2 separate regions of the Zea mays genome follow, and region 1 is linked to region 2. Evidence: chromatin contacts called from public Hi-C data. All regions are on one chromosome and are shown on one strand. Each heading gives the region's core, a stretch centred on a gene start, on an enhancer-like site or on the middle of the called end of the contact. The rest is flanking DNA. Distances are from core to core; before and after follow the strand shown. Region 1 holds the start of LOC100191869. Region 2 holds the start of LOC100282677 (GDP-mannose 4,6 dehydratase 2).

The links. A called contact is a pair of places that touch in the nucleus more often than the background predicts.
Region 1: a contact with region 2 is called in a Hi-C map of tassel, with 1.7 times the contacts expected there. The contact joins the promoter of LOC100191869 here to the promoter of LOC100282677 in region 2. A contact is called at or near these places in 4 of 25 Hi-C or Micro-C datasets (ear, leaf and tassel).

What each region holds. Positions count from the first base shown.
Region 1 is chr6:78,439,638-78,446,340 of Zm-B73-REFERENCE-NAM-5.0, reverse strand. LOC100191869 reads right to left here and starts at 2,730. Exons shown (of 8, transcript NM_001360688.1): 1 at 2,526-2,730; 2 at 2,190-2,339; 3 at 944-1,021; 4 at 57-281. The coding sequence starts at 2,642.
Region 2 is chr6:78,253,555-78,260,151 of Zm-B73-REFERENCE-NAM-5.0, reverse strand. LOC100282677 (GDP-mannose 4,6 dehydratase 2) reads right to left here and starts at 3,774. Exons shown (of 1, transcript NM_001155585.2): 1 at 2,348-3,774. The coding sequence starts at 3,701. The coding sequence ends at 2,568.

The DNA.
Region 1 (6,703 bases), core at 1,481-3,980, 190 kb before region 2:
TACATTTCAAAACCAAAAAAACAAATAGAGGAACATGCATGACTAAAAAACTTCACCTCACTCTCAACTTTAGGAAGAAAATGGAGCCACTTCTCTTCAAATTTCTCAAGCAATGATTTAGCCATCAAGTGGATGACATTTTGATCATCATTGTACTTCATCGCATTGGCAAAAATTAATCGAACATCAGAACATATTTCTCTAACATTGGTGTAACAAGTACCATCCTTCCTTTCCATTTTCTTTTGGATGGTAGAGAAGTCCATAGGTTGGGTAATAATCTGTCAACAAGATAAACTAAATACATGAACCACTACAAACAAACTTTATTGAAACATAAATAAATAAATATCAAGTGTCCCTGCCTTGGCTGTTCGATAACAAAAGCAGCTCTAACTAATAAGTAACTAAGGTGCATCTAACCAGTTTCCAAGGAGAAGCTAAATACAGAGAAACATATACAGCTACATGTCAAGGATTCCACAATTTGAAGTGATACATAAAAAATAATAAATGATACAATCATGTAACAGATAATAGAGGTTAAGGATACAACCTTGTATTTCAAGAAACTGAACATAAACTGTTGTATTCATTCAATGGTAAAACTCTCAAAAGGGGGTGAGAAGGTTCCACTGATAAAGGAAAAGCCACTAACTACAATGGCTCATGTCTATTGTAGTTATATACTTATATTTATATACAAGTGCTTGCAATATAAGGCAAACGGAGGCCAAACTGGATCAAGATAAAAGTCAGTGTACCTTGTCAAGATTTTGTATTGCTCATACATCCAGGATAACACTAAAGATATACAACAACATTAGTGATAAATATTTTCACCTACCTACAACAATATCCCCTTGTAACCAAAATTACTACTCTGTTAGGAATCAACTGCAGCGATAAATGACAAAATTATATTAGCAGGTTTAGCCATTACGTTGTGATAGTCAGGAAGCTGTAGAGTTACAACATCCACCGGCTCCAGAAATGGCCATGCATCTTTATGAGAGGTGATCTGGAAGAATGAAAATCAAGAAGACTGAGTGCAAATGGAAAAGAGATGAATGGAAACTTTCATATGGCAAACCAATCACACACTTTCTGATTCTCCTATAATGATTGAATGAAATAACAGACCCAATGCTAGCGGCTCCTACATAAGTGGGGTCTGGGGAAGGAATAACTGAGGCACCTTTAGGCCTTGTTCGTTTGTCCAGGAATGGAGCAGGAATCATTCCAGCCGATCAAAACTTATATAATTTAGAGAAACAAACCGGCTAGGAATTGTTCCATGCCTCCATTCCGGAAGAAACGAACGGCCCCTTAGAGGGATGGTTCTCTCTCCAAAGGAAGAGATGTAGTGATCTGGGGGTAGAGAGGTCAGGGAGACACAACAAAATCTCTATACAAAGATTTGACTTCTGGTGGTGTGGTGAATCAACATAAGGTGGACGTATAAGACTGCATAGCTCTTCTAATGGTGAATATCTTTCTGTGGATGGCATTCCATTGTAGGATCCAATCAGCAGTCAGAATTAACAAAACAAAGTAGACTGTAATGACTTTTATTCTTCCTGGCTTTAGATATAGAAAGACAACGGTTGGCGATTCTCTTTTGCTGTGCAGGTTCCAACAACTTGATCAAGGAGCCAAGGTGGTAGTGGTCTTATTCAAGCTGGTGGCCTTGCTGCAGAACTGGAAGGTGATGGTTTCAAGGAAGGATAAAGAAGAGTGGCAGAGCTTATCAGGAACATGGTAAACAGCATTGAACAAAATTAGAGTGCTGTTTTCTCTATTGTGGTTGAGTTTTGGCTAGGTAGCAGGAGTCTGGTGTTGTTTTTGCATGAACTGCTGAAAGTAAATGCGGCTGTGGCTGTATATTTGTCGGTTTTTTTTTGCTGGTAGGTTTTTAGAGGAGTTTGCATAGTGGTTGTTTAAATTCTGGTGAGTATTGAGTTAGTTTGTGTTTTTCAGGTGTTAGAGATCTTCCTGCAGTAAGCTGTGCCAATGGACTTTGGTCTAAAAAAGGAAACTGGAAGGGGCCACTGGAGAAGAAAATTATAAACAATTAAACATTGTCGAAATTATCTAGTCGTTTACTGTTCTAAATTGGCCAGACTTTCTACAGCATGCTTCGCGACCCAACAGAACAGAACGAACCAAGCAAGCACTGACAAAGTTACCTCTTTCAAAAGCACGCCGAACTGGCGCATAAGGTCCGGCATTCCCCTCGAGGATGCCCCATACCTGCCACCACCACCACCCTTCCTCCCGCCGCTTCCGTGCTTTTTGCCATCGTAGAAGTCCGCCACCTCTTTCACCCGCCGCTCCAGCTGCAGCACACACATCGCCAACAAACCCCAATCTGAGAATACTGCGCCCGAATTGTCACGCCAACAAACAAAAACACAAATTCCCCCAAGTCACCAAACAAAACATTCTAATCGACGCTTCTCTCGCGCCAGAGTCGCGTCATCGTCGCTATGCGAGACGGGAGGAGTAGGCGGTCAGAGGATTACCACGTCGGTCTTCGAGACGAGGTCGTCGACCTGGCGCCGGAACGCGTCGGCCTCCGACTCCACCTCGTGGGGGCCCGCCTCCGCTGCCCGCGCTGGGGCGCCGTTCGCCGGTGTCATCTAGGGTTCGCGGCCACGCGCGTGTGCCGGCGAACACCTGCAACTACACTACAGCTGAGCCGACTAACGTCGCTCTGACGGTTTTTTCTTTCCTCTGTTTTTTTTTTCTTGACGGCGCCTGGTGTTTATGATGATGAGCATATGGGCCTCCTAGGCCGGTAGGTGTACAGCTCTTTATGGGACGAGATGAACGTGACGACAACATAAGTTGGGCTGCATAGGTAGGCTAAACGGGCCTACTCCGCAAGGTTGTGGGTCGCTTTTTGGAACGCTCCCTGTTAAGTTAATCTTAGAGCAACGCTAAGAGAGAATTATGTGTGTGCCCGTGCGTTATCATGATACTTAAAAAATTAGTATAAAATATATATATATATATATAATGATAAATATCATTATTATATGCTTCCCAGTGAACGCACCTGGTTGACGAGAAGCTGGTGGGCGTGTGCGCAAAAAGGGAGGCGTGACAGGGGAACGTGGGGCGAGGCCTGGACTTCGGAGGTTGCGCTGGCAGGAGGGCGCGTATCTCGGGCATCGCAGAGCTGACGCCGGGCGAACGGGGGGCATGGTAGTGCCCGTGGTCTACAATAGTTCCTTAATAGGTAGTAGAGTTAGAGATATCTTTTCTGTACTACCTATTATAGTTAGGTGCACGTACGTTGCTACGTTTTCTATTCAAATATGTTCTAAACCTTTACAATAAAACCAACTATAAAGATGTTTTTGTTGGTACCTCATTTAAGAAAAAAAACATGAAGTAGCAAATGGTCGTAGTGGAAGGTCACCAATGAACTGATATAGAGCAAAAGTTGTAGCTTGACTTTGTGCTTCTTGTTTATAAATTTGGTTTAATAATGGCAATTCAGATAAAAGAGATAAGATACTGGTGTGATTTGTTACGCACCGATATCTCAGTGCATCATGCACTTATAATAATTTTATGACAACATGCAATTTGTAGGTCGAAGACCCATTATGATGCGGTTTTAGCTCCAACATTCTTGTTATATATTAAATAAGTGATGAATATGGCTCAATTAGTAGTTATCGTAGTGGAAGATCAGCAATGAGCTAATATAGAGCAAATTAGCAAAAGCTGTAACTCAACTTTGTGCTTCATGTTCACAAATTTGGTTTAATAATGGCAATTTAGATAGGAAGAAATAAGATATACTGTGATTTGTTACACACTGATATCTCAATGCATCATGCACATATAATAATAATTACTATCTCAGTGCATCATGCACATATAATAATAATTACTATCATGCCACCACCCACTAGTGCGCCTCGGTCCACACCTGACGGTGTGGCCCGCTCTCCTGCAGTTGGCGTGGTTCCTAAGACTCAGATCCCCCGTCGCTAGGATTGCAGGTTCATTTGTATTAATCCGAGGGACTCATATGCTAAATCGTCACAGCGAAGGGGTACACAGAGACCTTGGCCGTTGGATCAAAACCAAACGGACCGGATTACATCTAGCTGTACAACGACCCGCCCCAATTGGAGCCCTCGGATCTAGATCTAACGGCCACCAGGAACCCGACCGAAAACAACACCTACTCTAGATCCCCATCGTCAGATTAGAATTTGATGGTCACCATTCCTCGCAACGAAGGGGTACATGATGATTTAATCACCACCACCCATTCAGATCCGACGGTCCACACCCGATTGGAACCAACGGCTCAGATCTAACTATACTAAACGACAGCGCGCCATGACCCAAACCGTCCGCTTCAATCCGACGGCGCGCAAGCGTCTTCAATCCCCAAGCCCAAGCCGCGGTGGCGCAGTTCACCGGTGAGGCCATGGCCGACGCCCTGATGTCCTAATCCGCTATCTAACGAGTTCTACCCTATGAGAAGGACAAGGTGAAGGACGTGGTGGTGGATTTACCAGTGATAGAAACAGTGACGAGCCCTGCCCATGGCGTGCGGTGCCACCGCGGCGGAGGAGAAATTCCGGCGACGAATTCCCCTGGCTCCGAGTTATCGCATCCCCTTAGGTTGCCATAGGAACCTCCGCCGAGCGCCAATGAAGCTCCCGAGCACCCCAATTTGACCCCGGGTGGCGTGATGATCCAGGGCCTGTACGGCGGCACCAGCGACTACCGCAAGCAACGCGGGCGCGGCTAAGGTGGAGGAGTGAATGCCGGGGCGAGTCGAGGTGAGTCCAGAGGGCGCGGTTGCGGTACTTGCAGACTGTTTTGAAGGGGTCTCGGTCAACTCCCACGCCGTGAGGAGCTGATGCGGTCGCCGACGACTTCGGCATGGTTGTTATGGGAACGAAGACTGAGTGTGCGGTCCCACACGACAGAGGGACGCGCCGAGCGCAAGCCACTGAATGGTGGGCCCAGGCCATCAGAGTCCTCGTGTGGAGCAGGTGTAACATCCCAATTTTGATCCCAAGGTTAGAAACCCTAAAACTCCTAAACCCCCCTAATTATCTCCTAAGACCCCCACCTCATAAGGCATTTCTTTCATCATATGCATGCACCATGGTTGTTAGAAGCACCTCACATAGAATATTTTGACACCCAAGAAAATATAGCTAAATATTTGTTCAAAAGAAAAAAGGAGATTAAAAGAAAAAGGAAAGAAATAGAATTAGAAAAAGAAAAAGAAAAAGGAAATCCTCTCCCCCCTCCGCTGGGCCGGATCCGGCCCAACCCTCTCTCCCTCTCTCCCGCGCGCCCGTTCCCTGCTCGGCCCACGCGGCCCATCTCCCCCGCGCGCGCCCTCCCCCTCTCGATCACCATCTCTCTGACAGGCGGGCCCCGCCTGTCAGCTCTCTCCCCTCGCCCGTGATCTGCTATCGACGCGATCACCGCCGGCCGCCGCTCGCTCCGTCGCCTCGCCATTAACGCGCTCGCCAGAAAGGTTTGGCGCCTTGCATCTCTGTCTCCTTGCACCTGCCTGAGCCATCCCATCATCGTCTGCTCGAGCCATCCCATCGCCACTGTGCGCCATCATTGCCGCCATGGCAAGCTCACCGGTGGTCACCACCTCACTCCCCCTTTCCCTTCCCGGTCGCCTATAAAAGGACCACCCAAGCTCCATCCTTCCTCACACCGGCCTCGGCTACTCCCTCTCCCCCTGCACTGGACCGAATCGCGCTCAGCGCCGCCGCCTTCCTTCTCTCCGGTGAGCTCCGCTTTCCTCTCTCTGTTGAATTCTAGTCAAATTAATGTAGCTCTTGAGCTCCACCGCTCCATCACGATCACGGCACACCCTTTCCCTTCACCTATTGCTCCCGGTAGCCTCACCGGCGATCTCACCGTCGCGAGCGCCCGACACCTCACCGTGAACCGGCCGTCCCGAGCACCCTCCGACGAAATTAACCCCTCCATCGTGATCCCATACCCCCACCCGTGCTTAGCCACCTCCTCGACCACTCGAAATGGGGACCGCGACGGAGAACCGCCGCGGAACCTCACCGGCGGTCGACTCCGGCCGGCTCCCCCCCCCCCTTAACGCCGTACCCCCTCCTCGCTGGCACATGGGCCCGCGCCCACGGCGCCGTCCCCCACTGGCGGGCCAAGCTGGGTCGCCTGCCCGCGCGCGCGCCTGCGCTCGGTTGGGCCGAAATCCCCCCCGGCCCAGTTAGCAGGAAATCTCTTTTCTTTTTCCTTTTTCCATTTCTTTTTCCTATTTTCATGTATTTATGCATATATTGATATTTTATGCACCAAAAATAGTCTAAACAAATTATAGGGCACAAAATAATAATATTTAAAAGTTGGCACACTCCACCAAGCCACCATGGTTGATGTATTGTTCATTATCTATTTTTGCTAGGAGAAGAGGGATCCGATCCTCTGGAATTTGTGACTCCGGAAGAAGGGCCGGAACTCGACCTCTCCGAAATAGATCTTTCGTGCCAGGAGAACTTCGATGAAGGCAAGTCCATTCTTCCCTTGATGCATAAATTACCTACTCTTTCTACCACTACCTAAGCCGGGAATAAGGGATGGGTCTTTTGCATAGTGAGAAGAGAGATAGCCTGCATTAAAGAATTTTTTTGAGTACAAAATGTTGGATGAAAAAAGGGTGGTG
Region 2 (6,597 bases), core at 2,525-5,024:
TGTCTCTATCCGTGTTTGTGCTTGATGAGTCCATTAGTCAACAAGGAGGAGAGATTTTTGTGATTTTTGGGCTTCGGCCATCAAAGGGGGAGAGATTTTCAGCTTTTCATCATGGATTCCTTAAAAGGGGGGAGATTTTTGTCTGGTGTTTTGGGAAAGGCTTTGAGCATGTTGATTTTCCTTAGAGGGGGAGTGCTTTGACAGGGGGAGAGATTTTGAGCCATGGAGCTTTCGCTGGTTGTGTGAGTCGTTTACCTCTTTTTGGAGGAACTAGCTTTATTTCAGTCTTTGGATTGATTTTGTGTTCCGATCTGGTTTCGTTTGCTGGCTAGTGGTGTGGAGCCCTGCTTTTGCCTTTTCTTGAGAACTAGCTTTTCCTTGCTTGGTCGTGTTGAGTCGTTGCCCATTTTTTGGGACCAAGTTTTGCTCACTCTAGATGACCTGTTTTAGCTTTTATCTGGCTTTTGGTCGTTCGAGTAAGTTTCTCTTTTTCTTCCTTCTTTCTGCTACATATGTTCATGAGGTGGTGTTGACAATGCACTCATCAAGGGGGAGATTGCAAACACAAGGTTGACTTGTCCCTTGTGGTTCGAGTTGATGTGAGTGATTGTCAACGGGTAGCGTCTCGGGTCGAGTCGTGGACTAACCGGGGCGTGAGATTATGTATGTGCAACCATGTCGGTCGGCTTGTCGTGTGCAGGTGTGGAGCACAGGGATGGTTCCATTTGTGGAGCACATGGATTTGTGGGGAGTTAAACTGTTGTGTTAGACCATGTCGCTCCATACGCCCCCTTGGTGCAGTTATTGGTCGTGATCCAAGTTAATCTCAGTTTGAGTTCTTTTGAAGAAACCCCAACGAAATCCCATTTCCAACCGCATTTTCTAATCTGCGATTGATTTACAAATACGACTGAGTTCAAAATTTGTGTTAGACCTTGGAAACACATTTATCAAGGTGTGTGCAAAATTTCAGCTCAATCGGAATCTGTTTGGTTCAATTTTGCATTCAAGAACTGAATTTCGTGCTGCTGAAATCAGCAGTAGATATCAACATTGTTTTGGGTCGATTCAGACTTTTCGATGTCCGATTTGCGATCCGTTTATTTTGCTGGTCTCGTGTGAGTCTTAGAAACATTTTATAATCATGAGATCATTGGTTTGCTAATGTGATTTTGGTTTAAGTGCTTACTTCATCTTAATTGAAGTGAAGTGCTCATTTTCAGTATTTGACAGCAAAAAATTGATTGGCTTCCATTCACCCCTCTTGTCGCCTCATCGTATCTCGGGATGATCGGCGACTACAGACACCAGGGAAGATTATTAGCATTCATGAGTTGTTCCCATTTGCTAGCTCAGTCATGATCTATGTATATATGCTTTGTTCGTACTTGCATATAAACATATACACCGAGTCTAAACCTCTCTACACCGTACATTGTTGTATGCATATTGTCATGTCAGCGCTAGCGGTTCCAGACCTACACCTCTGTATTTTTTTCTCTGGTACCCTTTATCATGGTGTCACGTATTAACAACAATGATGCACCACTTTCAAAGCACCATGTACTACATGTCGTTGACTCATTTTTGTGACAAACTTTATCAAAAGTTTGTACTTTAACTATGGTTAGACATGCAAACTAGGCACCAACCAAAGATGTCCTAGTCTCCCATTGTTCATCATGTTGTCTTCTCACCGTCTTTTGTCCTTACCGATGGCCACACAAGGGGGTGACTGAATACACTTTTTTATAAAATTAAACCTATAAAAACAGATATAAACATTATAGAGTAAAATGCAGCAACGGCTCTGGAACTTGACACGATGTGTAACTTGGGTCACCGAACTCAGAAAATGAGCAAAACGGATCATCTAACTTAGCCGATCCAAGCAAAATCATCCAACACCGGATTTATCCAAACCAGATGACGACGTGACGTGTCACGTTGAAGCATTCGGGGACTCAAGTGACACGGCATTACAAGTTCATTCGGGGACTCAAGTGACACGGCATTACAAGTTTGAGAACTCAAGTGACTCCAACATGGTAAATCCATTGATAATAATGGTAAAATTGCTCTCCCTGCACAGGTAGAGGTAGAGTTAGGTGCTATTTTTTGTTTCCTTTTGTTTGTTCCCCTCTTCAACTGCAAGTGTTGTTGGATGCATTTGCCACTGATTCAACTTACAAAATGTCCCTACAACAGCTTTTCTGCCATGTATCAGAACAAGTGTGGGAGTAGCTGAAGTGGAACAATACAAACTGAAGCAGCTGCTATCAGGAGGACACTTTTGCTCTTAACATCAACAGCTGCAATCAGGCAGGCATATCATCCTCTTCCAAATACCAAATTGGCACGGATTATTCATTCATTCGATTAAAGCACATAACATAGTCAGAAAACTAAATGAACACACTGTAAGATCATACTGCAACAATCCTTATTTCTTACCAGGATAAATATCGATAGTAACTTCAGTCAACCTCTACCCCTGAGACCCACCATGTATGAGGGGAACAATCTGAATCCGAGCCCCAACAGAGCAAGAAGCAACTGTGATGTTTCTATGGCTGCTGCTTGGGATCACGGTACCCAGCATCCACCAGGACCTTCTCCTTCTTGGCGAGCTCAATGTCGTGATCGACCATCATCTCCACGAGCTCCTGGAACCCAACCTTGGGCTTCCACTTGAGCACCTTCCTCGCCTTGGTGGCGTCCCCCTTGAGGCTGTCGACTTCTGCAGGCCGGAAGTACTTCTTGTCAATGACCACGTGATCCTTCCAGCTGAGGCCGGCGTAGCCGAAGGCAGCCTGCAGGAACTCCTCGACGGTGTGGGACTCCTCAGTGGCGACGACGTAATCCCCCGGCTGTTCCTGCTGCAGCATGAGCCACATTGCCTCGACGTAGTCCCCCGCGAACCCCCAGTCCCTGGCGGCCGAGAGGTTGCCGAGGAAGACCCTGGTCTGCAGCCCGACCTTGATGCGGCCGACGGCGCGCGTGATCTTGCGCGTGACGAAGTTCTCGCCGCGGCGCGGGGACTCGTGGTTGAAGAGCACGCCGTTGCAGGCGAATACGCCGTAGGCCTCGCGGTAGTTGACGGTGTACCAGTGCGCGGCGACCTTGGCGGCGGCGTAGGGCGAGCGCGGGTGGAAGGGCGTGTCCTCGCGCTGCGGCGGCGGCGTGGAGCCGAACATCTCCGAGGAACCGGCCTGGTAGTAGCGCATGGGCTTGCGCGACAGGCGGACGGCCTCGAGGAGGCGGAGCGCCCCCGTGGCGGTGACGTCGGCGGTGTAGTCGGGGATCTCGAAGGAGACGGCGACGTGCGACTGCGCGGCGAGGTTGTAGACCTCGTCGGGGGAGATGGCGTCGAGCGCGCGGCGGAGGGAAGAGGAGTCGGACAGGTCGGCGTAGTGGAGCCGCATCGGGGGACGCGGGGCCGACGGCACCGCGTGCGGGTCGTGGTAGATGTGGTCCAGCCGCTGCGTGTTGAAGTTGGAGGAGCGGCGGATGAGGCCGTGCACCTCGTATCCCTTGGACAGGAGCAGCTCCGTGAGGTAGCTCCCGTCCTGCCCCGTGATGCCCGTGATCAGCGCCACCTTCCGCGCCGGCGCGAGGGCCCGCGGCACCGGGGCGGTCTCGTCGTCCATGTCGCCGCCGCCGGCAGTGGCAGTGGCGGCCGCGCCGTTGGAATGAGCCATTTGCGAAGCGAGGAAGGGGATTGATTGCCACGGGTTGGGGGTGCGGCGGGCAGATCTGGGAAGCAAATTTGGGGGGAAGAAAGCAGGGGAGGCAGGGAGTATTTGTAGGGCCCGCCTGCAGAGCCGATGCACAGGAGTCAGTGTTGCGTGTATTTTTGCCAAATGAGCAAAGGAAAAAGTTATTCTTTCCCTTTTTCGGACATTGTGAACAAAATGTCGGTGGCTGTATTCCACATCCCCACTTCCCAGCTTCGGCTACATGAATATAGGCTGATCGATCAAGTTAAGAAAAAAACACCCCATTATTTGTGTATCTCCATACAATATTTAATGTATATATTTCCATCAAATATGTCAATCCACTCGTCTTAAAAAAATACTCTCTCTATCCTATATTAAAATTAATTTTAGTTAATTAATAAATTCATACAATATTTAAAGTATATATTTCCATTTAAATATAGACATGAAAACCAAGAGCCAAACAACTACTATTTTCAGTTTTGTCATAAATTGTCGAACCATAATAAATTACCCTATATTTACATAAAATATTAACATATGCCACCTCAAATAGATATACTCTCATTGTTTCGATTTATAATCCACGTCTAGCACATCTGTTGAAATGTTATAATTTTCTGTTTAGACTATCTCTAATAACGTTACATATTCTATCTACTATTTCAAATTTCACATTATCGTCTACGGTGTAACGACTATATACACGGTATGTTCACTACCGGAAACGAGCGCCTGAAAAACACTCGGCAAAGCCTTTGCCGAGTGTAACACTTGGCAAAGAGAGCTCGGCGAACAGTACATCGGCAACGACATTTTTGCCAAGTACTTTTTATCGACACTCGGCAAAGACTTTGCCGAGTGTCAGTCGGTACTCGGCAAAGAAAATCGTCCGTCATGGAGCCGGGTGACGGAGACGGCGCCTTTGCCGAGTGTTCTAGGTGACACTCGGCAAATAAGTTACCTTTGCCGAGGGATTGAAACCATCTGTGGTCAGCGCAACACGTATATTACGAGCCTCTTCGACTTTGTCACGGTGAATGGCATCAAAGTGTTTCCATGCTTCACCATCGGATACGTGCACCATCTTGTCAGGATTGTATCATTTTCCATGTTTGTCAAGGGGATGTCGAGGATTGTCAAGGGGATGTCGAGCTACCTCTTGTGTCCATCACCAGAGTCTACCTCCATGAACCTAGACGATTTACACTTCGGAGAGTACTTTGCCTCCGCGTATTCTTTCCTAAATAGCACGCAGCCCTTCGGACAAAGCATGTATCTGCTCATACGTCATCTTGAGTGCACGAAGGAGTCTCTGTGCCTCATACATGCTCTTTGGCAGAACGTGATCCTCCGGAAGCAGGATGCCAATAACCGTCAACAAGCCATCGAATGCGTCTCAACTCTTGTTGTACTGCGACTTGAACGCCATTACACGCCCAATGACATCCAGTTGAGAAACCTTAGTCTGGCCATTAAGGGGCTTTTGTGCCGCGTCAAACATGTCGTAGAACGCCTTTGCAGTCGACTCTAGCTCATCATCTGTACATCCTCCGGCGTATTGTGCCTCGTGATAGTCGTTCAACATATCCGCTACCCCGGCATCAGCATCATAATCCTCGACGCGTTGTCTCAGCACCTCCTCTCTCGTACAATGCGCTTCACCATGGAAGATCAACTGAGTATAGTCTGGCGTAAATCCATTCTTCCAAATATGTTCTACCATGACCTTCTTTGATTTTCTTTTCCGGTTGGCACATTTGCTGCACGGGCATGGGACTATACTCGCTCCTTTAGCAGCTTCGCCATATGCCCGTTCCACGAAATCATCGGTCTTTCTAATCCATTCGCGGGTGACATTCCTTCCTCTACGGCCCGTGTACATCCACTCACGGTCATCCATCCTCTAACAGAAGCCTAGTAATAGAAAAATTCGGCAGCACCTCCCCTACACGGGGAGATTTCTAAAACCTGCAAATAAAAGTATCGGCACAATGGCCAACACACAGATATACAAATGACACGATGGCTGTGAATCACATCTAATCGGCATCCAATCATCATTACCACTATATTTTACCAAACATATCCACCATCACATAACAAATTTAGAGAACATGTATTTACGCATTAGAACAAATTTAAAGAACATATATTTTCTAAACACATCCACCATCACATTACCACTATAATCATTCCAATCCAAATTTAATATAAAACAACTATTTACCGCGGTCGGGACGATGATGGTGACGGCTGGGGCACCGGTGGCGAGCGTGGTGTTGGTGGCGGGCGCCGGTGGTGGGCGCAGGGAGGTGGAGCGCGACGGCGGCGGCGATTTTGGGAGGCCGGGCGCGGCGGCGGTGTGTGTGCGGGGAGGAGCGACGGCGGCGGTTGAGTGAAGTGAGAGAGATAGAGTGAGAGAGGAGCGGTGGCGGGGGAGATGGATGGGGAGGCGGGCGCGGCGGCGGCGGCGATTTCGGGAGACCAGGCGCGGCGGCGGCGGTGTGTGCGGGGAGGAGCGGCGGCGGTTGAGTGAAGTGAGAGAGATAGAGTGAGAGAGGAGCGGTGGCGGGGGAGATGGCCGGGGAGGCGGGCGCGGCGACGGCGGGCGAGGGCGCGAGGAGGCGGCGGCGGGCGAGGAAGGAGGGCGCGGCGACGGGGGAGATGGCCGGGGAGGCAGGCGCGGCGGCGGTGGGCGAGCCGTGGGGTAGAAGGAGGCGACGGGTGAGGGAGGATGCGGCGGTGGCGGGTGAGCGGCGGGAGTGTGAGAGAGTGAAGGAGAAGGAGAAGCCACATACGGTATATTTCACTTCTTTGCCGAGTGCCCGCGATCTGACACTCGGCAAAGATTTTTTTTAATTTAAAAATATTC